2 separate regions of the Salmo salar genome follow, and region 2 is linked to region 1. Evidence: chromatin contacts called from public Hi-C data. All regions are on one chromosome and are shown on one strand. Each heading gives the region's core, a stretch centred on a gene start, on an enhancer-like site or on the middle of the called end of the contact. The rest is flanking DNA. Distances are from core to core; before and after follow the strand shown.

Region 1 (4,138 bases), core at 717-3,216:
CCATGGCTACCCGTCAATAAAAAAATAAAGAAAATTGTCCTGTCTGGTTTGCTTAATATACAGAATTTGAAATGGTTTATGCTTTTACTCTCACTTTTGATACTTAAGTACATTTTAGAAGTTCCATTTACTTTTGATACTTACATTTAAAACCAAATACTTTTAGACTTTTACTCAAGTAGTATTTTACTGGGTGACTTTCAATTTTACTTGAGTCATTTTCTATTAAGGTCTTAAGTATGACAATTGAATACTTTTTCCACCACTGGTCTTCAGGTCAGGTACCTGTCTAAATGGATCCTAGTTTCCAAAACTACCTTCTCAGCCAAGACCTTCCCAATACAATAGACCTATCTATCTGTATCAACATCAACATCACTGACCGGTCAGTCTTCAGGAGAGGCTACCTCATCAGGAGTGTGTCAGTTATAGATATATAACTCCAGGCATGAGGACGGGGCCTGTCGTTAAAATCTATCCTCACATTGTTTGGCTAGAGCTGCTGGAGCTGCTGGAGCTGCTAGAGCTGCTAGAGCTGCTGGAGCTGCTGGAGCTGCTGGAGCTGTTACGGGGGAACAACAATTAAACACTTTCACTGAGAAACAAGACCAAGACACATTTTTACTGAGAACCTACAATAGATTCGACGCCAGACCCCCAACTCTCACTCCACTGATCTAGTTACTCAATATATGTGAGATCACCATCTTCAGATTTTCATGGACATGATCTGAAAGCCCTTCACTCTTTGTCTTGCAAACTCATACCGTTTTTGTTTCACAGTTCAAGTTCAGTGTTTAAGGTTTACATGTCTGTACTCCCAAACTCCAGTCATTCTCCTTGTTTAGAACTTTCCTGTTTAGACCAAGCCATCTTAGAGAAAGTGGAAAGAGAGCGAGGGGTTGAGCCAGGGGTGAGAGAGAGAGAGAAAATAACAGACTGCTATACAGAGTCAGGGAGATTTAGAGCTGGAGTGTGCCGTGCACGCTCGAGAAATGGAGAAAGAGAGTGAGAAATAAAAAGAGAGAGAGATTAGACATTGGCTGCTTCTTTTTCTCCAATAAGCCTGGGCTTTATAGCTCGAAATGGCTGTCTATTAGATTTGGGTGCCCATCTGGGCACAGCTAGAAGCCGCGTAGCAGCGTCTCTGCTGGGACTGACTAACTGACTGACTACTGTCCACCGGCCAGGCACTGCCCAGGCCCAAGACACAGATGAGATCATGTCTCAGAGAAGGCACTATCACACACAGAGGACCTATTACCAGGCCCTGATCCCATCACACAGACCGCATGCTCTCTCTCTCTCTCTCTCTGTCTCTCTCTCTCTCTCTCTCTCTCTCTCTCTCTCTGTCTCTCTCTCTCTCGCTGTCTCTCTCTCTCTCGCTGTCTCTCTCTCTCTCGCTGTCTCTCTCTCTCTCTCTCTCTCTCTCTCTCTCTCTCTCTCTCTCTCTCTCTGTCTACAGTATGTCTGTGTGTGTGTTTGTCTCTCTCCCTCTTTTCCTCACTCTCTCTCTCTCTCTTTCTCACTCTCTCTCTCTGACATTTAGAATAACAATCATCTCTGCTTGTGCTCTCTGCTCTAGTCTATGCCCTGTGTACCAGCCTCAGTTATGTTAGTAAGTCATCCAATATATGCTTTAGCCTGGTAGGGATTTTAAAGCACTGTCAGGATTCATTTGATCATCAATGACAACAAAAAGACAGTGAACAAAACAGTGTAAATTAAAACAGCAAGTTATCGGTGTTGCTGTCGGTTCTGTAACTGAAAATAACTGTTGAGTAAAGTCACAGTGACAAAGCATGAACGGCTTTAACCAGGGTTAACCCACAAAGCTGTGGTCTCAGTTCCTGTCTGTTGCAGGTCTCTTTGTATGCGACTGACACAAGCTCAGGCACACACACACACAGGAGCAGACAGCAACACAGGCTATATACAATACAGTATCAGGAAGAGAAGCTTCAGTTTCTGCAACCTCTGTTGCAATGGGGACACCTGGTGTTAACTGAAGTAACTGGTCACACACAGTGATATACAGTGCCTTCAGAAAGTATTCATTCCCCTTTTCTTATTCCACATGTTGTTGTGTTACAGTCTAAATTCAAAATGGATTAAATACATATATATATATATATATATATATATATATATATATATATATATATATATTAAAGTTGCATATGATAAAGGCGTTGTTAAAATGAATTACTCAAGACTGTATAGTAGGTGCCTAACCCTAACCCTAACCCTATACAAGACTGTATAGTAGGTGCCTAACCCTAAACCTAACCCTATACAAGACTGTATAGTAGGTGCCTAACCCTAACCCTAACCCTATACAAGACTGTATAGTAGGTGCAATGTCTACACATCACCTACACCTAATGATCATCACCACATCACCTACACCTAGTTGGTTGTTGATGCTAGACAGCCATTTTCAAGTCTTGCAATAGATTTTCAAGCCAATTTAAGTCAAAACTCTAACTAGGCCACTCAGGAACATTCAATGTTGTCTTGGTAAGCAACTCCAGTGTATATCTGGCCTTTCCTGCTGAAAGGTGAATTTGTCTGCCAATTTCTGTTGGAAAGCAGACTGCACCAGGTTTTCCTCTAGGATTTTGCCTTTGCTTAGCTCTATTACATTTATTTTTATCCTAAAAAAACTCCCCAGTCCTTGCTGATGACCAGCATACCGATAACATGATGCAGCCACCACCATGTTTTAAAATGTGAAGAGTGGTACTCAGTGATGTGTTGTGTTGGATTTGCCCCAAACATAATGATTTCAGGACATAAAGTTAAATTCTTAGCCATTTTTGTGCAGTTTTACTTTAGTGCCTTATTGCAAACAATAGTATTGTGGAGTAAATACATTGTTGTGGATCCATCCTCAGTTTTCTCCTATCACATCCATCAAACTCTGGAACTGTATTATTTGTGTACTTTTTACCCCTTTTTCTCCCCAATTTCATGATATCCAATTGGTAGTTAAAGTCTTGTCCCATTGCTTCAACTCCTGTATGGACTCAAGAGAGGCGAATGTAGAGAGCCATGCATCCACCGAAACACGACCCTGCCAAGCCACACTGCTCACTTAACTCGGAAGCCAGCCGCACCAATGTGTCAGAGGAAACACTGTCCAACTGGTGACCATGTCAACGTGCATGTGCCCGGCCTGCCACAGGAGTCGCTAGAGCGCGATGGGACAAGGACATCCCGGCCAAACCCTCCCCTAACCCGGATGACGCTGAGTCATTGTGCGCCCCTTCATGGGTCTCCCGGTCACGGCCGGCTGCGGATCTGTAGTGACGCCTCTAATACTGCGATGCAGTGCTTTAGACCGCTTGTGCCACTCGGGAGGCCCTCTGGAACTGTGTAAAGTCACCATTGGCCTCATTTTGAAATCCCTGAGCGGTTTCCTTCCTCTCCGACAACTGAGTTAGGAAGGATGCCTGTATCTTTGTAGTGACTGATACACCATCCAAAGTGTAATTAATAACCTCACCAAGCTCTGCATTTTTACCTATCTACCAATAAGTGTCCTTCTTTGCAAGGCATTGGAAAACCTCTGTGGTCTTTGTGGTTGAATCTGTGTTTGAAATTCACTGCTCGACTGGAGGACCTTACAAATAATTGGATGTGTGAGGTACAGAGATGAGGTAGTCATTCAAAAATCATGTTAAACACTATTGTGTGATGACCCTCCCACTCTGTCTGCCAAATTCTTTCTCTTTGCTCTTGTTTTCCTTAATAGGATGTCGGTGGGCGGAGCCGGGAGAGTCGTCAGTGAAATGGGACACACCTGGGCTCGGGTGTGTCCCAGGATAAATGCACCACTTCCCCATTCATTGGGGAGACTCTCTCCATGCAGACACAGACAGATTTTGGTTGTGGCATTTTTGTGGCTATTTGGTTTGTTTGTGTTGGCACCTTTCAACACCCCTCATTATCACACACCATTGTTAATTGTATTTACTTTACTTCAGTTAATAAATATATTTTGTTATTCTTTATCTCCACGTTGTCTCCCTTTTTGTTACGGGCTTCGAGCCAGTTCGTGACAATTGCAACTTATTATGTGACTTGTTTAAGCAAATTTCTACTCCTGAACTTATTTAGTCTTGCAATAACAAAG
Region 2 (4,138 bases), core at 976-3,475, 130 kb before region 1:
CGACTAGTTGTCATACAGCCTGAATTTGAACCAGAGTGTCTGTAGTGACGCCTCAAGCACTGAAATACAGTACCTTAGACCGCTGCACCACTTGGGAGGCCAAAATAATGCGACGATACAATGATGTTATCTCTATCATTCTCCATGGTAGGCCTCTGCTGTAGACCTGTGACCCCTATAACACACTGCACCGAGAGCAAGCGAACGAACGGCTCCCTACTGTGCAGACAACTATCCTGTTGATGTGTTCGCTCTTTTAGGGACACTGAATGGAAGTCTTTGTTGAGCTGGTTCCTGTGATGTGGTGAGTGACATCAGAGGTCACAGCAGGTGGGGACAGGTAAAAGTGACAGGAGCAATGACAGTACGCACTTCAAACAGCTATACATGTTCTTGGCCTGAAATGACACATCTGACAATGCTGTGATGTGATCATTATAAATACACCCCTGGAGGATGACACTGTTTTCAATTCAACCAGCAAGACTACCTGTCACACCTTTTCTCTCTCTCACTGCTCTCTCTCTCTTTTACACTGTCCTCTTACAACAGCTTACAGAAGCATTCATTCATCCACCTCCTGTGGCCCTTTCCTCTCTCTGATGCCTAAAAACATTGTGCCAACTTAGGTCGGGCCGTTTCAGACTGTTAGGAGCTCCAGGTGACTGGTACAGCCTTAGGACCTAGGTGACATCACCCCGCAGTTAACCCTCCACTGCAGCAGCTATTCACAGGCACCAAACTGCTGTATCAGCCATTCCTCTTTATATAGCTGGGACAGGAGGAACAAAGAGGAACTGTGTGTGTGTGTGTGTGTGTGTGTGTGTGTGTGTGTGTGTGTGTGTGTGTGTGTGTGTGTGTGTGTGTGTGTTCTTGTGTTCGTTTTGTATGCATGTGTATCTATTTCCTTTGTTATCATAATAAACGAAATAGTGTGGATGTTTTCCATGTGAAATTCAAAGCCATAACTACACAAGTAATGCCTTGCAGGATGTGTGCATGTTTTCTCTGAAATATTATATCGGATTGTTATTATCCAGTCATAATCAATACCAACCGTTCCAAGAATTCATTGATGAATACAGCGCAGTTCGCACAGGTGGAACACGATCATTTCTGTACGGATTACAGAAATCGAGATCGCGTGTCCCTGCAAGGTGGGCCGGCAATTTACACATCTTCTCTGGAACAAAGACGTATGTAGGCTGGCTACTGCTGATATTTTCGTACAGACAAGGACGTATGTAGGCTGGCTACTGCTGATATTTTCGTACAGACAAGGAGGTGGTGGGGGGGAGGGAGGGAGGGAGATCACTCCGAAGCATCACTTTACAGAACGGAGAACCGTATAGGATTTCTTCCCTTATCGCTTGATTATAAATGGAATGACGTCATATGTTTGAAGCGGTCGATCTGTCTTGAAGGGGGCGTGTTCTGCGCGCGCTGTCGAGATTGATTGACACCCATGCTCACGGATTAAAGGGACAAGTGATAGACATTTTTAAAGAGACTGTCATTAAAATAAAATTACTCAATTTGACTGAAAGACTTTCATTGACATATTTGATAGAATGCATGACATGTGCATGTCATGAACGAAGTGTAATACCCAACACGAGGAAAATAAACACACCTTGCTGGTATTTGCCTATGTTGTTTCACATGTGCATGTCAGTTGTTACATTGTAATAGTGTGCTACAGAGGAAGTGGCAACAATAATATGTGTCAACAATATGTATAAATTATTGTCCTAATGTCATTAGCTTATGAATTGTAAACATTTCCAGAAGGAGCAATACAATTATTTGGAATTAAATATGAATGTCCTCTGTCCAACTTTGAATATTCTTTGTGTTCTTATCGGTGTAAAATAATATTTTGACGATCTGTCTTTCTATTTCTGTATCCCTCAACATGCCGGGACATGTGTCCCTTCCACACACTGCTTGCCTTGACAACTGGAGGTTGGTGGCGTCTTGATTGGGGAGAATGGGCTCGTGTTAATGGCTGGAGCGGATTTGGTGGAATGGTATCAAATATCAAACATGGTTTCCATGTGTTTGATGCCATTCCATTTGCTCTGTTCCAGCCGTTTTTATGAACCGTCCTCCCCTCAGCAGCCTCCACTGCTTTAGTGCGCACATGCTGTAGACTGCTTAGGAGCGGTGTCTCTTTAAAGGGCGATCTCGTATACTGAATCCAGGGGGCTTGCCTTTTCAGTGGGGGTGGCAACGCTACTAGCCTATTGCTGCTGTTGCTGTATAACTTCGAGCTTGATGAGGGCTGTCTTAAGACGGAATATGCTAAGCAGATAGGTTAGTGTTTATGTGTGCTGCTGGAGAGATAGGCTACTGTAACTGAGAGTGAGGTGGCGTTTCGTTTTCCATACCAACTGTGCTGCGTGGTCAGTAAAGGCGACGTTGAATAGACTGAGATATCATTTTCGGTTATTCCTTTCCTTTTCGTTTTTCTGTCGACACTGACAACAAACGCAGGTTTCCTGTGTGCAGTCTGGTAGTAAAAAGGACTTGGAAGCGAAAGGGAGTTTGTTCAAATGGCAGCAATGGCAATTGGAATAGAACTATGCGGGGATTAATCGCTGGTGTTGCAGCCATCGAATTCACCATAGCGCGTTTATCCGTGGCAGCCCTGAACGTAGAGGGGGGCTGCACTGTGTCCTGGCCACAGCTTCACTTTCACGGTGCCAATAGGTGTATTCAGTTATTTTGAAACAGTGCGGGATTTGATCTTGAACGTGCAAGGAAGGAACGCGTAATCCGCTCATTGATGAACGAATCCGTGGTACACCGTTTATAATTTACTCGTGAACCGAACTGTACACACTATACTGTTATTATTACCATTGCCCCAGTCTAGGAGAAATACCATGACCATGCAGCAACCCGTTTTGAACTGTTGTGATTGTCAAACGTGAAGTAGCTGTGGCTTGCTTTTCAAGGAGAATAGCCATAGTTTACCAGTTATGGTGTTAATACACTTATAATAGTCCACGACATTCTACGTTTTAAATCCACCCCGAACAGCATATTGGTGCTCTTTTTGTAATACAGAGGATTTAATTGATCAATTCGCGCGGAGTTTGCAGTGACCCTTGGGGACTGCTGGTCTGGAATAGCAACAAAGGACGGGGGCGTGCATTCATGGAATGCAACTTTGACAGGTCTCCACTACATATCTACTGACTTTATCAGCGGGCAACGGGGACGAGCTAGTAATTGAAGGAGAGATGGCCGAGATCCCAACTCCCAGCCCTCTCCATGAGTTGGACGTGGCCATAGACCCAGACTTCGAGCCACAAAAACGGCCAAGATCATGCACCTGGCCGTTGCCCCGACCCGAGTCCAATGCGGGGAAACCAGAAAGCAACGACACTGACATTATACCCGAGGAAGAGGATGACGAAGAGGAACAACATGCCACTTCCATGGCCATCAACGTCAATGGCACCAGCTCCAGCCTGGGAGCAGACCACCAGAACAGCAACAGCCCTACGGCCGAAGGACTGCTGTCCGGACAGGAGAACGGAGGCTCCCCGCTCTCCTCCCACTCCCCTACGACCACTTCAGGCGCACTCGGCACCAGCGGCCCAGGTCCGCAGACTCCACGGAAGTCTTCGTCGCGCAGGAACGCATGGGGGAATCTATCATATGCTGACCTGATAACTAAAGCCATAGAGAGCACGCCGGACAAGAGATTGACTCTGTCTCAGATTTATGACTGGATGGTGAGATGTGTGCCGTACTTCAAAGACAAAGGCGACAGTAACAGTTCGGCTGGGTGGAAGGTAAGCGACAAACGCTCTCCTTCTCTCCTCTCCTCTCCTCCACACTCATTCATTCTCCTCCCAACCACTGTCATCAAAACAACAACAATAACAAGAAACACACGGGTCTTGAGAATTTGTACTTTTGGATGTTCCCTTTGTTTATAAACACACACTAACACACACAAACATTCTCTCCCTCTTTTGGAATTAGGCGTGACTCAACTTCAAGTGTAGCCTATCTATACTGTCACATGGGGGGGGGGGGATTGTCAACTTTGTAGCAGCCAGTCAGTCTGTAGGCCTACTCTGTAACCTATTTAGAATGACTATGCCAAAATATTGATACAATT

The links. Hi-C and Micro-C count contacts between places; a contact is called where the count stands out from the background.
Region 2: a Hi-C map of muscle shows a contact between it and region 1, with 13 times the contacts expected there. The contact joins the promoter of foxo3b here to the enhancer-like site in region 1. A contact is called at or near these places in 3 of 3 Hi-C or Micro-C datasets (blood, gill and muscle).

Annotation. Positions count from the first base shown.
Region 1 is chrssa06:72,726,364-72,730,501 of Ssal_v3.1, reverse strand. No RefSeq gene overlaps it. Among protein-coding and RNA genes, the nearest start is that of sesn1, 92 kb to the right of the region's middle. Within about 2 kb of position 1,966, at least 2 of the 13 cell types and tissues checked have an H3K27ac peak or open chromatin away from gene starts, as enhancers often do.
Region 2 is chrssa06:72,856,790-72,860,927 of Ssal_v3.1, reverse strand. foxo3b (forkhead box O3b) reads left to right here and starts at 2,225. Exons shown (of 3, transcript XM_014205504.2): 1 at 2,225-3,806. The coding sequence starts at 3,249.